Linked DNA regions of Mus musculus: all the other regions are linked to region 1. A link is a contact called in public Hi-C and promoter capture Hi-C data. All regions are on one chromosome and are shown on one strand. The core of a region is the stretch at or near the end of the contact, and the rest is flanking DNA. Distances in the headings are between cores, read along the strand shown. Region 1 holds the start of Sorbs1 (sorbin and SH3 domain containing 1). Region 2 holds the start of Noc3l (NOC3 like DNA replication regulator). Region 3 holds the start of Zfyve27 (zinc finger, FYVE domain containing 27). Region 4 holds the start of Marveld1 (MARVEL (membrane-associating) domain containing 1). Region 5 holds the start of Hells (helicase, lymphoid specific).

Region 1 (2,776 bases), core at 80-2,579:
CTGTTCCCTGACATCTAACAACCTTTACAGACAGGGTTCCCCTTGCCTGTGCAGTCACTAGGTCCTATTCTTACCCCACCACACAGCCTGCTAACTAGGAACACAGTTGGGCTGAAGATTCTTGCCCAAGATAGCAGAAAAGAATTAATTGTGCTCAGGTGACTATTCTGTTGTGTTGGAAAGTTGTAAGTCAACTTGACACAGGCTAAGGTCATCTGAGGGGAGGGAACCACAATTAAGAAAATGCCTCCGTAAGATGGGGCTGTAGGCAAGCCTGTAGGGCATTTTTAAAATTAGTGACTGATGGGGGAGGTTCCAACCCATTGTGGATGGGCCATCCTGAGCTCATGGTCTTGGATTCTATATGAAAACAGACTAAGCAAGCCATGGAGAGCAAGCCAGTATGCGGTATCCCTCTGTATCAGCTTCCTGACTCCTGCCCTGTTTGAGTTCCTGTCCTGACTTCCTTCAATGGGGAGCAGTGTTGTGGAAGTGTAAGCCAAATAAACTCTTTTCTCCCCAATTTGCAGAGTGGTGCAGCCAATAATCCGCTCTAGAGGCTGAGTCAGGAGGTTGGCCTGGGGTGTGAGTATGTGGGGCAGCCTCTAATCCCAGAAGGTGGGATTAAGGATCATCTTTGGCTGCACGGTGAGTTTGAGGCCGCGCTAGAATACGTGAGCCGCCTGTCCAAAAATAAATAAATAAATAAATAAATAAATAAATAAATAAATAAATAAAGACTAAAACGAGAAACTAGTAACAACGTCTTTTTCACAAGGCTGGGAAAATCAAATGAGAAAATAGGGAGCATTAGGCAACTGTCTGGTAGAATATAATCAGACTGACAGTGCCATTGGCAAGCTTTTATTCACTACATTTTATCAAGAGGAATTATGGTGCCATTTTACAGATCAGCAAAAGGGCACAGGGTTAAGTAATTTGTTTATAGCTAGGACACACTGTTATTTTACGCTTACTGTTCTTTTCAAGCTCTCTGTGGGCAAACCCTTATAGAGACCACAGGGCCAGCGTCTGGAGTCACTCGCGGGCAGCCCAGGGTAGAAAGGGTTAGCGGGTGCGCGCGCGACATCCGCGGGAACCCGCGGGCGCGCGCCCCGCTCACAGGGACGCAGGCTTGGCGGCGGGCTCTTCCTCGCCTCCCCATTGGCGCACACGCCCCTTCCTGTCACGGCCGGCCAGGCCCCGCCCCCTGGGCGCTGCCGGAGTGGACGGTTCCAGGCCATGCTAATGAGGGGCTGGTCGCCGCCGCCCATTGGCCGGCCCCAGTGTCGGTGAAGTCAGCTCGGAGTAGCAGAAAAACAGAGCGGGGCTGACTGTAGCGTGGAGCGCGAGCCGGGCTGGACGCGCGCAAGCCCTTGCCGGGGACCCGCGAGGTAAGCGGGCGGCGGCTGCGCTCTCCGGCGGCAGCTCCCGGGCGGGCGCAGCGGGCCCCCGGAGCGGTGCCTTTGTTCAGCGCGCGGAGGAGGTGCTTTTAAAGGGCCAGCTGTTGGAAGGACCTGGGGGCCCCCCTTCTCCCAGAGCATCCCCGGGTGGCCGCGGGGGACCTTCGCCGAGCCGTGTCTCCCGGCTGCTCTGTGTCCCCTCTCCCCGTCCCTTCAAGAAAAGTTGCTAGGACGCGGGGAGGTTTGGGGATTCCAGGTTTCTTTATGCCTTTTCGTTTTTGGTAGGTGAAGGTAAGTGCGATCATGGCCTCTGCTTAGGAGGGAATGTCCGCCCGCTTCAGCCTGGCTGCAGTGTGGGTGGATGGAGACGGGAGAGCCCTGGTGGGTTTGCGCTGGAAAGTGAAACTACTGAGGGTCTTTTCTGCAGTGGCCAAAGGAAGAAGGGCGCAAGTGTCAGGATGGAGGCATCTCAGGTGTATTCATTCATCAGCACACCCTTCCACTCCATCACCTAAGCCGAGGGCGGCGGGAGGGGGGCAAGCACTACGCTGCTGGCCCAGACCAGCCTGCATCCGAGCGTGTTGGTGGGTGTGTGTCTGGGTATACGGTGCTTCCGCTCACCGCCCAGGCCCCTTCATGCTTCCCTGGATGACTGGATGACAGCATCTTGCAGGGCAGCCCATCACCAAAGGGACCTAAAGCTACTCCTTTCTCTTATTTCCCAGGCTGTCCCTCCCGGGGTTTCCACGGTCTTTTCCCTGATAAGCGGTGGTGACATTCGAGATAGGAGGGAAAGGAGGCTTTAAAGTCATTATGCTTCTTTGAAGGGCGACGTGCTGTCGATTTCTGTATCCTGGAACCTCTGCGTGTCATACTATGCCTTTGAAATTCATCAGTGCTTTTTCCGGGCGGACAGAATTTATTATGCATTGCTACATAGAAGCAGAAGATCCCTCTGAGCCGGCTCATTCCATCCTGTCCGAGGGTTTTCCCAGCATGTTCTGGACGAGCCTTTGGATTTTTGTTTGAATCGCTGAGCTCTGGGTTGCCCCTGTTGTCACACGGCCGACCTACTGAAATTGCTAAAATTGATTTCAGTCAGTAGGCGGGATGTTCATCTAGAGACACCATAGAACCTGCCAGGCATGTTAGGCCGCTGACTGATCCCCCCCCCCCCCCCCCGCCCATCTTCCAGTCCCCAACACTGGTGTGTCCTTTTTCTTCCTTGGAGAAGGCCAGGGACAGCTTGTCTGACCACATGCTTTTTTTGATTTTTTAAAATACCTCTCTTTACATTTAAGTGTGTGTTTTGGCTGGAAAGATATCGAGGTGGTGATTGAAGGGTGGATTAAAAGTGGGGTGGACAGCAGCAG
Region 2 (2,776 bases), core at 151-2,650, 1.7 Mb after region 1:
ACAGGCTGATGTTTCCAATTAGTGTGATGAAGTAATCTAACAGTGAGACAGGCTCTGCTGTTTCCAAGACAGGGTGTGGAAGGAGAGAGAACAGGGAGAAAGTTAGAAGGGAGGTGGAAAGACGATGCCAGATAGAAGGCATTTTTCTCTGAGGTGAAAAGCAGAAAGGACTAGTCTTTGTAAGATTACCACTGTTCATGATCTCAGTGGCCCCTGGGTTTCTTCTGGCTTATCTCACCAGCTCAGAACTGTGAGGCCAACAATGTCAGGGCTGTGCTCAAGAACGATATACTTAACCCTGGGCATGGTGACTCTATAATTAGTACTTGGGAAACTGAGACAGGAGCATATTGAGTTGAGGGTCAGTCAAATAACAACGGCGTCTCTTTTTCTTTTTCTTTCTTCCTTTCTTTCTTTCTTTCTTTCTTTTTTTTTTTAAAAAACCTTTAATAGCCTCAAGTTCATCTTTGTGATTAACTTTTTATTTTTATTGTTTTTTATAATTTATTATTTTGTTTGTATATATGTGTGGGTGAGTGCCTGCCTGAGGAGGTCAGAAGAGGTCCTCAGAGATGGATGTGCTGGGAATAGAATCCGGGACTTTCTGGAGGAGCAGCAAGCACTCTTAAACACTGAACCACTTCTCCTGCCCAGTGTTTTATTCTGTTTTTTAATTTAGGAAAAGGTCTTTGGGAGACAAGTACTTAAAATACACATTCTTGCGATGCTTAAATCTTCCTGGAAGAGTTAACGATTCAGTCAGATAGTATCTTTACCAAAAAGGTAACAGAATCCTAATTCTGCAAGTCTCACCAATATAGTACTTTATCATATAATGGTTAAACCCAAAGAAAAAACGATTCCACAGTAAAACCATAGACTTTTTCTCTAGACAGGGACTACACTGGGTAGACTAGGCTCTGTAGACCGGGCCTCGAACTCACAGTGATCCACCTGCCTCTACCTCCCAGTGCTGGGATTAAAGACGTGCTCCACCACGCCTAAACTTAAGTGTGGACTTTCGGTTGGTGGAAGGTGGTGAGAGATCTTTCATCATTCGGTTCAAAGCCCCAGTGCCTGTGGAGGGATGGCTTCCAATAAAGAAGCTGCGGTTGCCCTCTAGAAGATCCAGAAGACGAAGTACCCGCAACAGGCGGAGCCACAAGACGCCGGCGATCAAAACCGCCAAGCCCTCGTCTTTTGTCTTCTCCAGGACTGAAAAGGAATCCGGGCGGGAACCTGCTTGAGTCCTTCAGCTGGGACGCCCACTCGCCCACTCTTCAGCCTCAGCGATTCTCACAAGGGTCAGTCCGTGAGAGACTGAGCCCGGGACCAGAGCCACCAGGGGGCGCACGCACCGCCGCCCGAAGAGGAAGTCCCGCCTCCCGTTTCCGGCGGCAGAAAGGGGGAGAGGCTGAAAGCGTCTTCCGGTTTGGGAAAGGTTGCGCTCAGTGCACGTGTGTCTTTTCCACCCGGCTCCTGCGTGTTCCTCTGTCCGAGTGATCTTGTCTGTGGTACTCCTCGCAGGCCTAAGGATGAAGGCGGTAAGTGCTGTCCGAACCCCGGCCCCCGGGAGTTGTGGCTGCTTGGGTTGACAGGGTCTCCCTCTGCCTGGCTTATCTTTCCCTTAGGTTTTGAGTCTGGTATAGGGGGCGGTGGCCTAACTTGGTGCTCCCTAGCCGATCTATGCTCCATCCACTTTGGGTCATTACTGGGGCTTTTGCTTCCTCGCCCACTACGCCCAAGCACGACCTCAGGCTGCAGATGCGAGGCCAGCACCGGGCCCTGCCACCGAATGGTGTCAGACTGAAGGGTTTTCCAAACTGTCTCTCGAATCTTATACACACGAGAAGCAAGTCTAAAGTTCCTTGAACCTGTTTTGTGAGACACTGAACCCGAAGAGAGCCTGTTTCCTCCTTAAAGTGTAAGGTGATAGGAAGGCTGGTGATTTTTCCCAGATGGAGAGGGAATTTAGAAGTAGCCTTGGGATTTGGATTACAAAGCACTTACCAGCGAGAGCGCTGGAATAACTTCTGTAACCTTCGCTTCTTTATGAATGACGTGAGGATTATTATTATTTAGGGTGTTGGGAAGTGTGAGTGCTTTGTAAATAATAAACCGACAAATGAATGTCAGTTGCTAAAGGCATCCATTATTTTGCTCTGAATGTGTTGCCGTACCAGTGTTAGACTAGCCTTGAATGACCGTTTGCCACAGAGAAGAGATTCATAATGTTTTGCTTTCAGATTGCACACGTGAGAGACTAGATTCAGATCACAGGGAAATCCCGTGTGGAGCAACTGATGCTCTAGTGCCATTCTGTAGGATTGCTTACTGCCGTGCATTGGTTTTTAGTTCTTACACAGGACCCGTGGTTGTGAGACAGTTTTGAAATTTGCTTTATTTAATCTATAAAGAGTTTTCCTTCACCTGATTTTAAAAATAATCAGAATTTCTTAGTTGTAGTGTCTCTTCTGTTGTTGTTTTCTAGAGAAGAAATAAAAAGCAGGTCCCAAGCTTTCGCAAGTTGATAAAAACTAGTAAAGTGAAACTTGAAAACAAATTGAAAAATAAGCAATTTAAACAACAAAGTACCATCAAGAAGTACCGAAAAGAGCAGAGGAAACTAAGGCAAGCTGTAAAAGATGCTGTGTCTAAAAAACCCATTCCGCTGGAGGACCCAAAGAGCAAACGGCCAGGTAACGAAAGTGTTCACTTACGCTGGAATGTTCTCCATGGAAGTGACTTGTTTTCTAGTGTCCACTTGTCCTGTGTT
Region 3 (2,776 bases), core at 72-2,571, 1.7 Mb before region 1:
CTAAAGGTCACACAAGTCTCCCCAGAACTAGTCATCGCTAGAGCAGAAAGGATAGCCCAACTACTGCCTAGCTGGCCAGAACTGCTAAAGACCAGGGAGACAGGAGAGCCCAGAGGAAGAACAAAGGAACCCTAAAGTCTGTACCTTAGCAAGTATCGAACACCGTCCCCTGCATCCTTCAGGGGTTCCAGGTAGATCTCCAGCCTCTTGTAGGACAGGACCAGGTTGAAGAGATCAAACGCTGCTGACTTGGTAGGGGCAGGTGGACACTCAGAGAGAACCTCAGGCATCCCGCTGGGGCTCGCCTCCGGCCCACTCAGGTCCCGATCCGAAGTCTGCATTCTGTAATCGTAAATCCCTACACTCACGATGCACTTCCAGACTACAACACATTTCCCCCTTGCATTACAGTTCGTGTGGTTCCTAAGGTTAACTGTGAGAGGTGAACGCGAATACCCATCTCACACTGCAAGAAATTTTATTCCTACTGAAGTAGGAAGTAGCAGGGTGAAGGGGATGTCTTCGCTATAAAGCCTATCACTCTTCATGAGCCCCTCCAACGCTCCTTTCCCTCACAGACCTTTCAAGAGCATATAAACCATTAATAACCAGGTTGTTGAAAGAAGGCAGTAGGTAATGCCAAGAGAAAAGATGTCCTGTGACATCTTTCTCCTATCTTTAGCTCCTCCTTCAGGTGTCAGGGTAAGGGGGACCATCTTGTCCTGGGAAGTCTTTATGAACGCGCCAGTGTACACTGGGAGACCCTTACCAGGGCTCCCAGAGGTTCATGAATTTCTCCTAACAACACTCTTATCACGCTCTTAACCCTGGCTCCCATTCATCACTTGGAAAGGGGTCGACTGGACCCCAAACTCTCGACAGGACGAGCTAGGGAGAAAGGGAACCCAAGCAAGCGCGAGACAGGCTTAGCAGGTCAGTGCCGACAGAGGCCCAGACCACCAGCCTGTCTGAGGCCGCGCAGGGCAGGACACGCCTAAGGTCGCTGTGCCTGCAGGTGGCGACCCACACGCGGTGGGAGGGCCGGAGGGCCAGGCTCCGTAAATAAATACAGTGAGGCTGGGGCGTCACGGTCGTCACCTACCCGGACGCTGTCCCAGGAAAGGAAGAGACAGGAACGGCCAGGGGGACAGAAGGGCCACCAAGCCCCGGAGCGGTCCCTCAGGCCAGGCCCGCCCCACCCCACGCCACGCCACGCCACCTCCCACCGACGCTCCGAAGTCGCAGGTCCACCCGGGAACCGTCTGCCCCTCCACCGCCGTCGCTTCCGGGACGCGACTCACTCTGCGGTGGCGCGCCCGTGACGTCACCGCGCCCGTCCCGCCTTGGGTCCGGCCTCCGGGCTTAGCTCCTCCCACCCAAGCGCAGGTGAGCAAGCGCGTTGATACTGCGCCTGCGCACTCTTCCCTCCTTGGCTAATTTCTGGTTAACTCTGTTCCTGCCACCCAAGAGATGACTCGTTTAATGCCCGGGAGTCCTAGGACCTGGGAGCCAGCCTAGCTCCGGAACATTACAGCAAGGACAGTTAGAGAGTCTAGCGTGGTGACACACTTGTAACCACAGCCTTTTGGTTTCTGAGGCTGGAGTATTGCAAGTTCAAGGCCAGTCTTGGCTATGGGAGCTTCTGGCTCAAAAAAAAAAAAAAAAAAAAAAAAAAAAGTGGGGCGTGTGGGGGCAGGGATGGAGAAGGATAAAAAAAAAGAAAGAAAATGTGGATAGAAGCTCTGAGAACCTAGGGAAGACAGAAAACACATCTTGTATGTCAGGTGCCTATGGGTAGTGCCATTTTAACGGTGAGAGAGCCCCTGGCTTGCTGCAGGAAGACACAGCAGCACAGAAACCAGCTGTCTGCTATAGTGCTTGCCGTGAGAACGCAGAGACAAACTGTACACGACACTGAAGTTTCTCTAGTAGTATCAGTAATTTCGAGGGTTACAACATTAGCAGAGACGGAACGGTGGTCCGTAGCTGCTGTGTTCAAGGTCCTGTGCAGGCCGTTCCTAGCTCTATCCTCTTCACATCTTGTGACCCAGCTGTTGTCCCTTAAAACACACCTCCCATGGGTTTCCATTTAACCAGCAGGCAGGCAGTACACTAAGCTTTTTGTGCACATTATCTTATCTGTTCCTCCTTCAATAACCCTATCGGGGTTATCACCATTTCACAGATGAGGAGTTGTAGTCATGGTAAGTAACTTCTTTAATGTCACAGCACATAAACTGCTCGGAGCTGGGATTTGAGCCAAATACATCACTGGATGCCAGCAACCCCAGCCATACCACCACCCACACGAGGCTGCATCCACTGGCTTCATCTGTCCTGCTGTTCTCTCTCAGGTGCCTCAGTCTCAGCCAGCTGAACCCTCTTTGTTACCTGCAAGGGCCCTGGACTCTTGCCAAGTCCTCAGATTGCTTGTCACACCTGCCTGCCCCGATTCTTGCTTCCATCCAAACCCAAGCAAGCCATCATAGCAGGAGTCAGCTGTGAGCAGCCTTCCCTAGCTGTTCAGCCGACAATAACCCCTCCTCTGAGCTACCCCAAAGCTTCACTGACATCTCGTCCAGCATCTCTTTTTCAGAGAGACAGGCACGCCTGCTCTCCTCAGCCAGGACTCAGCTGCACTGGGAATCTGGGCTCTCCTCACTTCCTTCAGGCTGGTCACTGTCCCACAGGCTCTGAAATCTTTACTCTCAGTAATACCCCTTCGCCTGGAGACAAGATGCACAAGAAATTTCTTTACCTCCACTTTTGTTTCCTC
Region 4 (2,776 bases), core at 148-2,647, 1.6 Mb before region 1:
AAGGTATAGCCAGCAGGCCTTTGCTATCCACCACTTCTGTAGCTGACTCCACCCAAAGACTTCGTAGACGTAGGGCTGCGCAGGGAGAGAGCCAAACTACAACTAAAGACGTCATCCATCATCCATCCTAGCACTAGCTAAAGCCTGTCCCCAGCTCCTCTTGCAGCTGCCTGACTGCATTCTACACCTCCCTAGGCTGGAAGAGGGGGCAGGGAAGGGATGCTCTTCCGACTGCAGGGCAGGAGGGAGGGGGCAATGGCGCAGTCCAAAGACTGGTTCCAATTTGGGAGCCTCCCCCGGATCTACGCGGCGGCGCCTGTCCACGTCTAGCTCTCGACAGGGAATGAGGAAAGGGACTTCCAGGCTTCGCCTGAAGCGGCCCAACTGGGTGTGTGCGTCGGCGCCTCGGATGGCTGCGTGGGTCCCTGGAAGCTGATATCTGGGCTGAGCTGCGGTACAGCAGTCAGACTAGAACTGAACGTCGGGGATCCAGGGCGCGGGCAGTGGAAACGCAGGCAGGGAGAGGGTGCAGGGGCACACCGGCACTAGGCGGCGGCAGGAAGGGTTCGGGAGGGATTCCCTAAACCGATCTGGGCCGCGGTGGAGCGGGTGGCCTCACACCACCTCCTCCTTGCCCTGGTAGCGACGGCAGCAGCCGTAGAGTGCCGAGAGTAGGTAGAGGCCGAGGCAGAGGCCGCCGCAGACAGAGGCCGCCAGGAAGGCATGGTAGGCGCAGGGCAGCCGGTAGTTCTTGAGGTTGCAGTAGCTGTGGCGCTGCGTCTGGTCGATCATGATGCCCGTCGCCGCCCCGTAGAGAGCAGCCGCCAGCAGGTCGTGCGCCACGTTGACCACGAGCCAGCGCGAGCCCAGCACGGGCACCAGCTCCTGCTTGCCCAACAGCGTGATGAAGTAGAGCCCCAGGGTGAGCAGCCAGAAGAGCACGGACACGAAGAGCGCGAAGTGCACCGGGCCCTGGTACTTGCTGGTGGCAATGGTGATCCAGAAGGCGGCTCCGGCCAGCAGCTGCAGCAGCCGCAGCACGCCCAGCGGGCCGCGCAGGAAAGCCCGCTGCAGGCGCAGGGAGCCGCGGGCCGTGCGCGCCTGGGGCGGCGGCTGGCGCGGGGGCGGCGGGAGCATGGCCCCCGGACGCGGCGGCGGCGGCGGCGGCGCCCCGAGCAGCGGAATGGCGGCGCCTTGCTCGCGGGGGCGGCCCGAGCCCGGGCCCGCTGCTCCCGCTGCTCCCGCTGCTCCCGCTGCTCCCGCTGCTCCCGCTGCTCCCGCTGCTCCCGCTGCTCCGAGGCCTGCCCTCCTCCCTCTACTTCAAGTCCTCAGCGCTGCTTCTCATCGGCACCCTTCCTCCCTTCTCTCCTTTTTCTCCCTCTCTCCAGCCCTCCTACTCGCTCTTTGGCCGTCCCCTTCGTTGGTCTCCACCCCTCCTCGCGCCTCCCAGCTTCCTGCCGTCGCGCCCTCCACCCTGGCTACCCCCCCTTTCTCCTCCGCTCCCATTCCTTCCTTCTGCAGCCAGGGCTGAATGCCCGCACCCCCCTGGCCCATGACAGGCCTTTTGCCCAGGCTGCTGGGCCAAGTTTGCCACATCTGGAGCCACCCCAGCCCTTCCTGCCTCGCAGGCCTGGCCGATCTTAGGTCTTCGAGAAGAAAGCTACAACAGCCTCTGCCCAGCCTGTGGCTGGACCCTCTTGATTCTCTCCAGTCACAGGAGACTGGAGACATAATTCTCTCCCATCGAGGCGTCCCATCAAGCCTGAGTAAGCAGGAGGTCTGAACTGACAGTTGTTCTCACTGGGACATCCTCAGTACCCTTCACTTGCCCACCACAAACTCGCCTGTCCAAAGCTGGTCTCAGACTGTCTTGCCATGAAGGTCTCTTGGTCAGTGTAAGAAAACTATCACTCACTGGAGGCCCAGCTGCCTTACCCACAGCGCACAGAGCATAGCAACGCCAAACACTTCGACCATTCCTTCCTGGCCATCTTTGCGTCTTGCTTAGATTAAAAACATGTCACCTAACATGGTCAGGACAGGCCTAGGTCTCAGAGATGGCATGTCCCGTATGCTTAACTATTGACCTAGATGGCAAGGATCCCAACGATGCCAAGGTTCATTGACATTACAGGGCCCTCTCTATGTAAGCTTCCCGCGACCCAAGACAGGAGAGCAATAGTTGTTTTCATTTTTCCTGAAGACTGAAGGGTTTCAGACCAGGAAGCCAGAGATGGCTTCTCTGCTCTCCACCCCACCAAAGAGCCAACCTTTGTGCTTCAGCAATGTTACACAACTGACCTGGCTGTTCCCAACCCAGTATGGAGCTGTGTCCTGTCAATGTGGCACATTACATAATCTGTCCCCAACCAACTTCCAGTTTCTTGGGTTTTTTCCACTTCCTTCCCCAACTCATGTCCAAACTCTGTCACTTATGAACTGCAAGTTTCCCACATGAACTCAGAATGCTCTTTATTTTCCAGACACTCCCTCACCAGCAGACATACCCAGTTTAAGCACTTACTGGTTTAAGGTTGAGCTCCCCACATTGACAATTATTTGTTTGTCTGGGCCTCCATTTGAATCATCCCTAGTTCTGAGTCTACTACATCAAAAACTGGTCTATTCTGGCTTATCCATCTTTGCCTGAGCCTGGCATGTAGGAGCCCCTCAGTACATACAAATGGAGTTGCTTGCCAATTGGCTGCAGGAATAGTACTGGACCTAAGTGTGGTGATTTGAATAGATACATCCCACATAAACTCACTGCTTAGCC
Region 5 (2,776 bases), core at 201-2,700, 1.6 Mb after region 1:
TACTCTATTGACAGAATGAAATAAATGCAAGGAAAAAAAAAAACTAAGATGGAGTTAAGAACTTCCCATGATTATATCACCTTTTCTTGCATATGCAACAACTAAGCAGCAGGGTGGTGGCACTTCATAGTACTAATCAAGAACTAAACTTGCCAAATGTTAAAAGCTGCTTTCACTACGTTTTAAAAGATTCTGTTTTTTAAAGAAATGTACAAATACTGTAACTTACCATGAAAACATACACCTCAATTTTAGCTAAAGAACCTTACTTGTAGAAAACTAAAACAAATTGATTACTTAGGCAGCAAACAGTAATAAATTGCTAAGAAATCCTTAGGAGAAGGGAATGATATGCACACTCCAGTAATCCCAGCCAGCACTGGGAAGCTAGGCAGGGGGACCCTAGGATATGAAGGCCAGCATAATACTGTCTCAAAAACAAACCCAACAGAAAAATAGAGGGGAAGGGAATTATCAGTAGACCCGGCTTACAGCCCAACCGTTGATTAATGTCAACGTCTACCACCTCTGTCTACTAATACATACATTATGACTCGGGGCATTAAAGATTAATAATGTTGGCCATTAGGCATACAGTGAGAGAACATATTTTAAAAGCCAATAAAGATGGCAAAAGCAAGCAAACACTTACCAGTGACTCTTGACTGAATCTTAGTAGTCAAAAAAGCAATCTGAAACGTCCACTCAAAGATAAGTTGCAACCTACCCCGCCCAGACCACACTTCAGAAACCTATCTATCATTCAAAGCCCACGCCAAGATTTCCACTTTACAAGTACGGAGAAGCCAAGTGGCCAGGGCTGCTTGGAAGTTCAAGGAGAAGCAAGTGGGGGAGGCAGGCGGGGAGGCAGGCCGGGGGTGGGGGTGGGGAGCCGGGGAGAACCGCCGGCCGTGGACTTTACATTACCTCTTCTAACATCTTCCGCTCTTTCTCAAGTCCCGCAGCCTCGAGCTGTTCCTCCTCCTCCAGCATGGCTGGAGTAATCACCGCAGGCTCCGTTTGTTCGGCCATCTCTGGAGCCAAGGACCCTAAGGGAGCACGGCGGGGGCTTTCAGAACGGGATTCAAGTTACAACCCCCGAGTTCCAACTTCGGGAAGCCACGGCCTTCCCCCTCCCTGGCCGTCTGCATCGCCGGCCAAAGCCACGGACAGCGTCTGGGTGGCAAAGCCGGTCGGCCGGGACCCAGCTCGTGAGGAGACCTGTAAGGGAGACGTGGGGGAACGCTTCCGTGCCACCAAGCAGACCAGGTCGCCGCCGGCGGCTCCTCACGCCTTTTCCCCTCCTCAGCCCGGACCCCGGCGAGCTCCCTCCCCGGGGTGCAGCCTTCACGCCGCCGGCTCACCGCTGCTGCTCGCGGGCGGCTCCGCAGGCACGGCTGGACACCGGCCGGGGACCCAGTCGCCTCAAACGCCGCGAGCTAAATCCTCACACCCCGCCGGCTCGCTCGCCCCGCGGCGCAAGAAATTCGCGCGCTTCTCTTTCGCGGGAAAACCCGGTGGTCTCGCGAGACTTCGGGCTCCCCGCCCGCTGCAGACCTCGGCTCACGAGATTTGGACGCGCTTGGCTTTGCTTTCCGCCTCTCCCCAGGAGGGATGCGTTAAGCCTTTACCTGGACCCAGGCAAAGGGGGTGTAGCTAGCTCCAGCCTTGAATGTCGCCCGTGGTCACAGAGGCGCCGCAGACCGTAGTGGCCCCGATCGCCCCTTTCTTATTTAATGATGGTCCCGAGTTGTTCGGCGGGTGCAAGACCTCTTCACACACTGGATTGTTTGAACGCCCCCAATACCTGTCCTTTCGGTAGGTGAAGGTCGATGTTAGGGTGTCAAAAACGGCCAAGCTCGCTGGACCCTGACCAGTTGTAGTTCGCGGTTTTTCGTAAACTTCCTTTCCAAATAACTCTGAGGAGTGGTTTGTGAGTAAGAAGAAAGATGAGAAATTAAGATTATAGCTAGTTCAGGGGGGAAAAAGTATTTAGGATAAAATAGCGAGTGATAAACTGACTGAGAGGAACGGAGGAGAGAACAAGGTCTGTAGGTGTAGCGGAGTTGGTGTAATGCCTGCCCACAGGGAAAGGCTCCCTTGTCATCTCGCGCAGTGGAGGTCCAGGCACAGGATTAGGACTTTTGGAAGGTCAGTGATCCTTGGTTTACAGACACCCTGGAGCCCTGGAGTACATGAATCTTTAAAAAAAAAAAAAAATTTTTTTTTTTTCAGAAAACAAATAGACCGCTAATAAGAGTGGGTGCTGAAGGGTTTTTCTCGTGGCCGTTTTGCTTAGGTTTCAATTCCTTTTCTGCAATGCTTTACGCACGGAGAAGAAAAGTCCTGCAAATTGTCCGTTAATCTCTATGAGTACCAAGTCGCATTTGTAAGCCTACCCACACACCTCTAAATATGCACACTAAATAAAAATGTAAAGAAAAATTTAAGAGAAAAAGACATGGCTTTACCATAACCACCTTCGGGGGGATCCTCTATTTTAAAAAATAAGATTTTATTTGCGACAGGGTCTCACTATGCTGCGCTCCTCCCCCCCTGGTCTAGAACTTGCTATGTAGATTATGCCACCCTTGAACTCATAGAGCCCCACCTGCCTCTGCCTCCCACGTGCCAATGTATGCAACCATGCCTTGATGGTCGGCTTCCCTTCTAGGTCTTTAGGAAGAGCAGGTTGATTTGTCCAGAACAAGAGTTGGAGCACAGTGCAAATTCATTTGGTTCTCACAGAACAGACATCTGCTACATTGCTACATTA

Evidence for each region. Promoter capture Hi-C pulls out the DNA fragments that hold promoters and counts their contacts. A called contact is a pair of places that touch in the nucleus more often than the background predicts.
Region 2: a promoter capture Hi-C map of pre-B cells shows a contact between it and region 1. A contact is called at or near these places in 5 of 39 promoter capture datasets (the 3T3-L1 cell line, cranial neural crest, hippocampal neurons and 1 more), 6 of 484 Hi-C or Micro-C datasets (B cells, CD4 T cells, embryonic stem cells and 1 more), 4 of 130 datasets of targeted methods (astrocytes, forebrain, large pre-B cells and 1 more) and 3 of 9 other capture datasets (adipose tissue, embryonic stem cells and liver).
Region 3: a promoter capture Hi-C map of pre-B cells shows a contact between it and region 1, with 4 times the contacts expected there. A contact is called at or near these places in 2 of 39 promoter capture datasets (erythroid cells and pre-B cells) and 2 of 130 datasets of targeted methods (large pre-B cells and pancreatic cancer cells).
Region 4: a contact with region 1 is called in a promoter capture Hi-C map of pre-B cells, with 3 times the contacts expected there. A contact is called at or near these places in 1 of 39 promoter capture datasets (pre-B cells) and 1 of 130 datasets of targeted methods (pancreatic cancer cells).
Region 5: a contact with region 1 is called in a Hi-C map of B cells, with 8 read pairs. A contact is called at or near these places in 7 of 39 promoter capture datasets (cranial neural crest, embryonic stem cells, hippocampal neurons and 4 more), 2 of 484 Hi-C or Micro-C datasets (B cells and embryonic stem cells), 4 of 130 datasets of targeted methods (acute myeloid leukemia, astrocytes, embryonic stem cells and 1 more) and 1 of 9 other capture datasets (embryonic stem cells).

What each region holds. Positions count from the first base shown.
Region 1 is chr19:40,512,289-40,515,064 of GRCm38.p6, reverse strand. It overlaps Sorbs1 (sorbin and SH3 domain containing 1), which reads left to right and starts at 1,329. Exons shown (of 29, transcript NM_178362.1): 1 at 1,329-1,694.
Region 2 is chr19:38,817,861-38,820,636 of GRCm38.p6, reverse strand. Noc3l (NOC3 like DNA replication regulator) reads left to right here and starts at 1,400. Exons shown (of 21, transcript NM_021315.2): 1 at 1,400-1,544; 2 at 2,492-2,699. The coding sequence starts at 1,536.
Region 3 is chr19:42,169,112-42,171,887 of GRCm38.p6, reverse strand. It overlaps Zfyve27 (zinc finger, FYVE domain containing 27), which reads right to left and starts at 1,321. Exons shown (of 13, transcript NM_177319.3): 1 at 1,103-1,321; 2 at 145-342. The coding sequence starts at 341.
Region 4 is chr19:42,146,010-42,148,785 of GRCm38.p6, reverse strand. Marveld1 (MARVEL (membrane-associating) domain containing 1) reads right to left here and starts at 1,397. Exons shown (of 2, transcript NM_183195.2): 1 at 1-1,397. The coding sequence starts at 1,137. The coding sequence ends at 616.
Region 5 is chr19:38,929,664-38,932,439 of GRCm38.p6, reverse strand. Hells (helicase, lymphoid specific) reads right to left here and starts at 1,450. Exons shown (of 22, transcript NM_008234.3): 1 at 1,365-1,450; 2 at 928-1,049. The coding sequence starts at 1,032.